Regions from separate parts of the Rattus norvegicus genome. Here region 2 is linked to region 1. A link is a contact called in public HiChIP or PLAC-seq data. All regions are on one chromosome and are shown on one strand. Each heading gives the region's core, a stretch centred on a gene start, on an enhancer-like site or on the middle of the called end of the contact. The rest is flanking DNA. Distances are from core to core; before and after follow the strand shown.

What was found. HiChIP or PLAC-seq counts read pairs in DNA pulled down with a chosen protein or histone mark.
Region 2: a contact with region 1 is called in an H3K27ac HiChIP or PLAC-seq map of oligodendrocytes, with 2.7 times the contacts expected there. The contact joins two enhancer-like sites. A contact is called at or near these places in 1 of 12 Hi-C or Micro-C datasets (Schwann cells) and 1 of 1 datasets of contacts at active chromatin or transcription factors (oligodendrocytes).

The regions. Positions count from the first base shown.
Region 1 is chr17:36,277,736-36,280,394 of GRCr8, reverse strand. All of the region lies in intron 7 of LOC134482707 (a long non-coding RNA gene), which reads right to left. Among named protein-coding and RNA genes, the nearest start is that of H3f3al1, 190 kb to the left of the region's middle. Within about 2 kb of position 1,369, at least 59 of the 93 cell types and tissues checked have an H3K27ac peak or open chromatin away from gene starts, as enhancers often do. A contact at or near this core is called in Schwann cells, where this site is marked.
Region 2 is chr17:36,432,248-36,434,906 of GRCr8, reverse strand. It overlaps LOC134482708 (a long non-coding RNA gene), which reads right to left. Exons shown (of 3, transcript XR_010059162.1): 1 at 1-2,659. Among named protein-coding and RNA genes, the nearest start is that of H3f3al1, 34 kb to the left of the region's middle. Within about 2 kb of position 1,351, at least 64 of the 93 cell types and tissues checked have an H3K27ac peak or open chromatin away from gene starts, as enhancers often do. A contact at or near this core is called in Schwann cells, where this site is marked.

The sequences.
Region 1 (2,659 bases), core at 120-2,619:
ATAAACGACACACATCCACATTCTATTAATAGTGTTGTCTTGCCCTAAAGACCCCGAGTTCTTAGACAAAATCCCACTGCAGTTTACACAAATCTTAATATTATTGAAAAGTCCCATCCAACAGCAACTGGATATGTGTAGATCCTCTGGTGGGACTGAGGGAAAAGTAATGGAAGCCTTTTTGGTTTTTCCTTACAGGAGACTAAACGTACTGTTTCTCACACCTAAGAACTCTGCAAACAGGCTCCACAGCTGCAGAAGCACTTCTTAAGAGATGAAGACTGGCAACACGTACTTCGGTACAAGCCAACGCCACAAAATTGAGAGGAACTAGGAGACAGTATGTAAGCTTTGAAGAGAAAAGCCAATAGAAAGCCAACAGAATGAACAAGGCAGATAAAAGATGTCAACTTCCAACCACACACCCCTGTCCCTGACACCAGGAAAAGGCAACCTGCTGCACTGGGCAGTGAGTCCAATGCTTGAAGTAAACATAGTAGAGTTTCAGAGAACGCAGATTCTGGCCCCCAAGTGCTTCTATCTTTAAGGAGTTAAAGAACAACATAAAGATTTAAATAAAACATATTGAAGAACAAAAGGTCATTCATTTGATCCTAAAATGATTTACCATGAAGATGGCCAGGCCAATCCTAAAGCCTACATGGACGGCCTTTGTGTTATAAGCCCTGAATCACGAACTCCATGATGGCTCCACAGAGGCAACAGAAAACCCTGTTTGATTCAGTCACATCCCCACACACTTAGACTGTTTGCTGAGCAAAGAGAGTGTGAATCATACTAACTTCTGGCACACTGGATTATTCTTTGGTAATACCACACATGCAAGATACTAAGTGGAAGATAATTAGAAAGAACATGTAATGCAGCCACAGCAATTCCCTTCTAAGCTCCAAGTTCAAGCCCTGCCTCAGCTATCCTCTATGCTACTTAAACTGCTGAAGTGAATTCACTTCTGTTTCATAGTGCTTTTTACTGACAAGCACTGCATGTCAGGCTGTCTTCTGGCCTTCATACAATTCTCTGAATGCAATTTATTTAACCCAACAATAAACAATAGTAGCTGGTCCTGTTAATAGACATGCTTTAATGAGTGGCACAATTTATAATTCAAATTTTAGTGGTCTGACTCCAAAGTGTGGTCTGAAGGTCCAGGATGCCTCACGCCTCATGATCAATGGCTGGTTTTTCAGTGAGATGGACATGAGGCACCCAGCGCAGAGCCTGGCATTTAGCAGGGGCTGAATAATTCATCTCCCTACTCCCACTTCTTCCGGCTCTCTCCCCACACTGTGAGAGGCTGGAGGCAAGACTGCACACACACAGAAAGGCAGCTGTGTCAATGTGCAAGTGCTGAGAAGCTGCAGGGCAAGCTGGGAAACGAGTCTGTCTGTGTCCCCTGAGGCCTGGAACAAGAGCTGGAACTTAGGCAGGATGTTCAGTGTCTCCACAGACTCGGCCTCTGTTTGTTAGACTCTGCATTCAAGACACAACTAACTCAGACAGAACCAAGGGAGCTTAGAAGGAGCTACGTATGTCTGTGTCCAATGAACACCATACCCACACATGCACACAACACATCTAAAACTTAAATCGTTCCTACTGCAGAGGAAAATAATCTACTTTTTCCAGAGGCTTCCACTGCCTAGAAATTGGCAGAGTTCCTGTACCAGGCTGTAGCTTGCTTTCAGACAGTCCAGAGACTGCTGGGAGCTGTAAGACAAAGTCTCTTTTGAAAATTATTAAGAACAAATTAGGCTCAGGGGCCCAGGGGAGCTGTGTTGTAAAACATGAGAAAATTTTGTTTTCCATCTCTTTGGTTGCATTTCCATGAACTAATGACATTAAAAGCAGAGACAGGGACTATTTTTGTATCTTGGTTGAAATCTAAAATATCATTGAGGGAAGTGCAAATGTTATCAATTACATGATTTCATTAGTAAGGCAAGTGCTGACTTGTACAAAATAGGGGACTCAGTGTCGGTGGGTTGTCCCCATACACAAATTAGTGCCTGTTACTTAGAAGTTGTCACACATGATACCAAGTAGGAATGCTGCCTAGCACACTATCATTTATTCCCTAACTAATAAAAGCCCTATTTTCCTCCCTAAACCAAGAACATTATTTTATTACATCAAAATATATTGCTGCGACTGAGCCTCTGATTGTCATTCCGACCCCAAGCACTCACTAACATGGTTTAAAAGTCACTTAAAAAGGAAAGCTGAACTCCGATCTCAGCCTGCCAAATCTTGCAAAAACTCCGGGATTTTGATCCATGTCAGGGAGAAAATCAACAGCTATCTACGGCTGTTGTGCATAAGTCTGAGGTTTCTGCTTCATAAATGCATCACTCGCATGACATATTGCAGAGACTGGCAAAAAGGCCAGGTGCACACACCATGAATCCAGCTCCTCATATGTTTTCAGTGCTTTTTAGCACAGCCGAGGGAGGTGAGAGAAGGAGGCCTCTTCATGAAATGTTGATTAGAAATGGTGGTTTGCTAGCGGAGAGACAAAAATGGCATCCCCCAACTTGCTCAACCATGCAGTGTCCAAGTGTGAACTCTGCCTATCCACATACATGGGAGCCATATTCAGGCTCAGCCCAGGGGACATAAAGAGGGGATGTGGGATGCA
Region 2 (2,659 bases), core at 102-2,601, 150 kb before region 1:
GCTTCAATCTGTTTGGATAGAAAAGAATTTATGTAAATGTTTTGTTCAAGCCCAAAAGGGAAAGGGTGTATAAAATATACCGTGTATAAAAGACGCATGCCCAACTCCAAAACAGCTTGCTACACAGGGGACCAAAAAAACCATCTGCCCTTCTCTAGGCTTGCCCAGCAGTCGTGAAGTTTCAACATCTTGCCATTTGCAACATGGTTTCAGTGAACCCAACAGTAAGAGATTAACCAAAATTTCATAACTGCTCTGCTCCTCTACTCTCCTGGTTCTTGGGGGTGAAGGGCAGAAGGAAGAGTAGGAAAAGGTCAAAGAACAAATAGAAACAAACAAACAAAAATCTCTATTTTTTTGCACTCTTTGTCTGCACTTGAGAAAGAAAAAAAAAAAAACTTAGGCAGATCAATCTGTACAATGCTAAACCAAATCTCTTTAATTCCAGTCAGCTTTTATCATTCAGTCGCTGAGTCTCTGTGTGGAAAAATTCATGCTAATTCCCCCTAGCAACAGCCTCAGCCTATCAGGAGACTTTATGTACCGTGCAGCTGCCTGCCAGAATAACTCTAAGTAGGTCAGGCCTGTATTTCTAAAAATGCTACGGTCTAGTAACCCCACTGTCCCGTCTGTCTGCCCTGCCCCATAATAACCTCAATTGCTTGGTGACACAATGACATACTATCCTGTTAGAGTGCAATCACATCATGCTACATTATTCTGCACCGGCATGGCTGGGTGAAGGACCCTCCGAGGGGAGGGGCAGCATTAATCAGACAGCCATTCATGTCCACCAGCGTTTCACTCTCGAAATGGAGACTGCATTAATGACCAGCTGTTTGAACTAACACAAACAAAATAATGTCTTCCACCCTGTTGGGTGCCCAGAATACAGCATTCTGATCTGGCAGGTTCCACTCCTTGACTAAATCGAAGATGTAAATTAACTGGGCTCAGACAACGTAGGCTTTGGCAACCTTGAAGTGAGTATATTTAAATTATATTACATGTGATTCAAAAAGCTATTGATTTGATACACACGGCTCTCCTTGCCTAGAGTTTTCCCTAATCCACGTTGTTTTTTTTAAAGGAAATTGCATACATGGGTAACATAATACATATGTGCCCATTGCCCAGGGACTCAACTGCAGGGGCTGAACTAAAATTGACTTCACTTTGGGCAGAGAAACAAAGCTGGTCAGTAGTAATTGTGCAGCATGAACACAAATACAAATAGTCAGTGCACACCGTGAAGGAGCACTAAAACAAATAAGAGTAAACACGCTGAGCCCGCTAGCCAATCAGCTCCTCCCACCAGCTCCTCCCACCAGCTCCTCAGGGAGGCTGCAGAGAATGCTGGAACTCCCGACACCAGAGAGACTGGGGGCGGAAGGGAAGGTGCCCTTCAACATCATACAGTGGTATGATGCTTCCCCACAGAATCCGTAGCAAGATAATCACAACAAAGGCTTCTTCGATGTATAAATTAAGCATACCAAAACAGCTCAGAACCTGCAGTAAAATTTTAATTCTATGTTAGAAATTTTAGAATCTAACAGGGACATTTGTACTTGAGGGTACTTTTAATTTTCCTCCATTGACATACAGAAGTGAAGGGTAGATACCGAGACAGGAGCCCAGCAGTGCAGTGTGGGGCTGTTTGGGACGGTATCCTACAGTGACAGAGCTTGCATACTTAGTCTGCTTGCTTACAGGTTCCCTGTTTGATCTCACAAACACTCTCCGATACGCTGAGCATTCTGCTAGAAGTTAGGCAGAATCCAGCCGGTGAGATGTGCACCCTAGCTGCGCTTAATTTTCAAACAGAAAAATGCCTTCATCTGCCCTTGTTTGAACTGTGCTTGGTAACTTAGTTATGACTGTCTTCTGCACTCTGTGGCATACAGCACACAGTTATTCTTGGAGAGATACAGTCTCTGACGCAACCATGAACCGCTAATTACAAGCTGCTGACATTCTGCTCGTCTCTGCAGCTTTGAAGTCCTGCTTTGTCTCAGGGCTCTTTCACCATGCTCCCATCCCTTACCATCTCCTTTCTCTCCCTTCATAGCCTTTCTGAAGTCCCTCTAGCACAACCTGGAGAAGGGATATTATCAGACTTGCTTGGGTTTCTTTCCTCTCACCATCACAGCCCTCTCTCTCTCTCTCTCTCTCTCTCTCTCTCTCTCTCTCTCTCTCTCTCTCTTTCTCTCTCTCCACATAGATCTACAGTTTGGAAGTACAGTAATAAGATCCTGTCTCCACCCCCACCCTCAGGAATGCACCAACAGCTGGCCAAACATAATCCAGCACACAGAGCGGCTCTGTAGATTTCCTAACGAACAGTGGGTGGACAGGCCAGACAGGCGTCCCAGAGGAGCCCCCATGACAACTGGGAAAGCTGCTTGCTCCCAGCTCAGAGATCACTTCACCCAGCTCACTCATATTGATCTACAAGCTTCTAGTATCCGCCAAGCCCCAACCGAGGCTATGGAGAGGCCGCCCTCCTCCTACAGCCTCAAGCAGGCTGGAAGCTTGCTTTACACTGACATCAGTCTTGCCCTGCCTCATGCCACACACCCCTGCAAGCTTGACAGCTACAAAACCCAGTGCCAGGATCAGCAGCAGCACCTGTGATTACCATCTAGCTGGGAGCCAG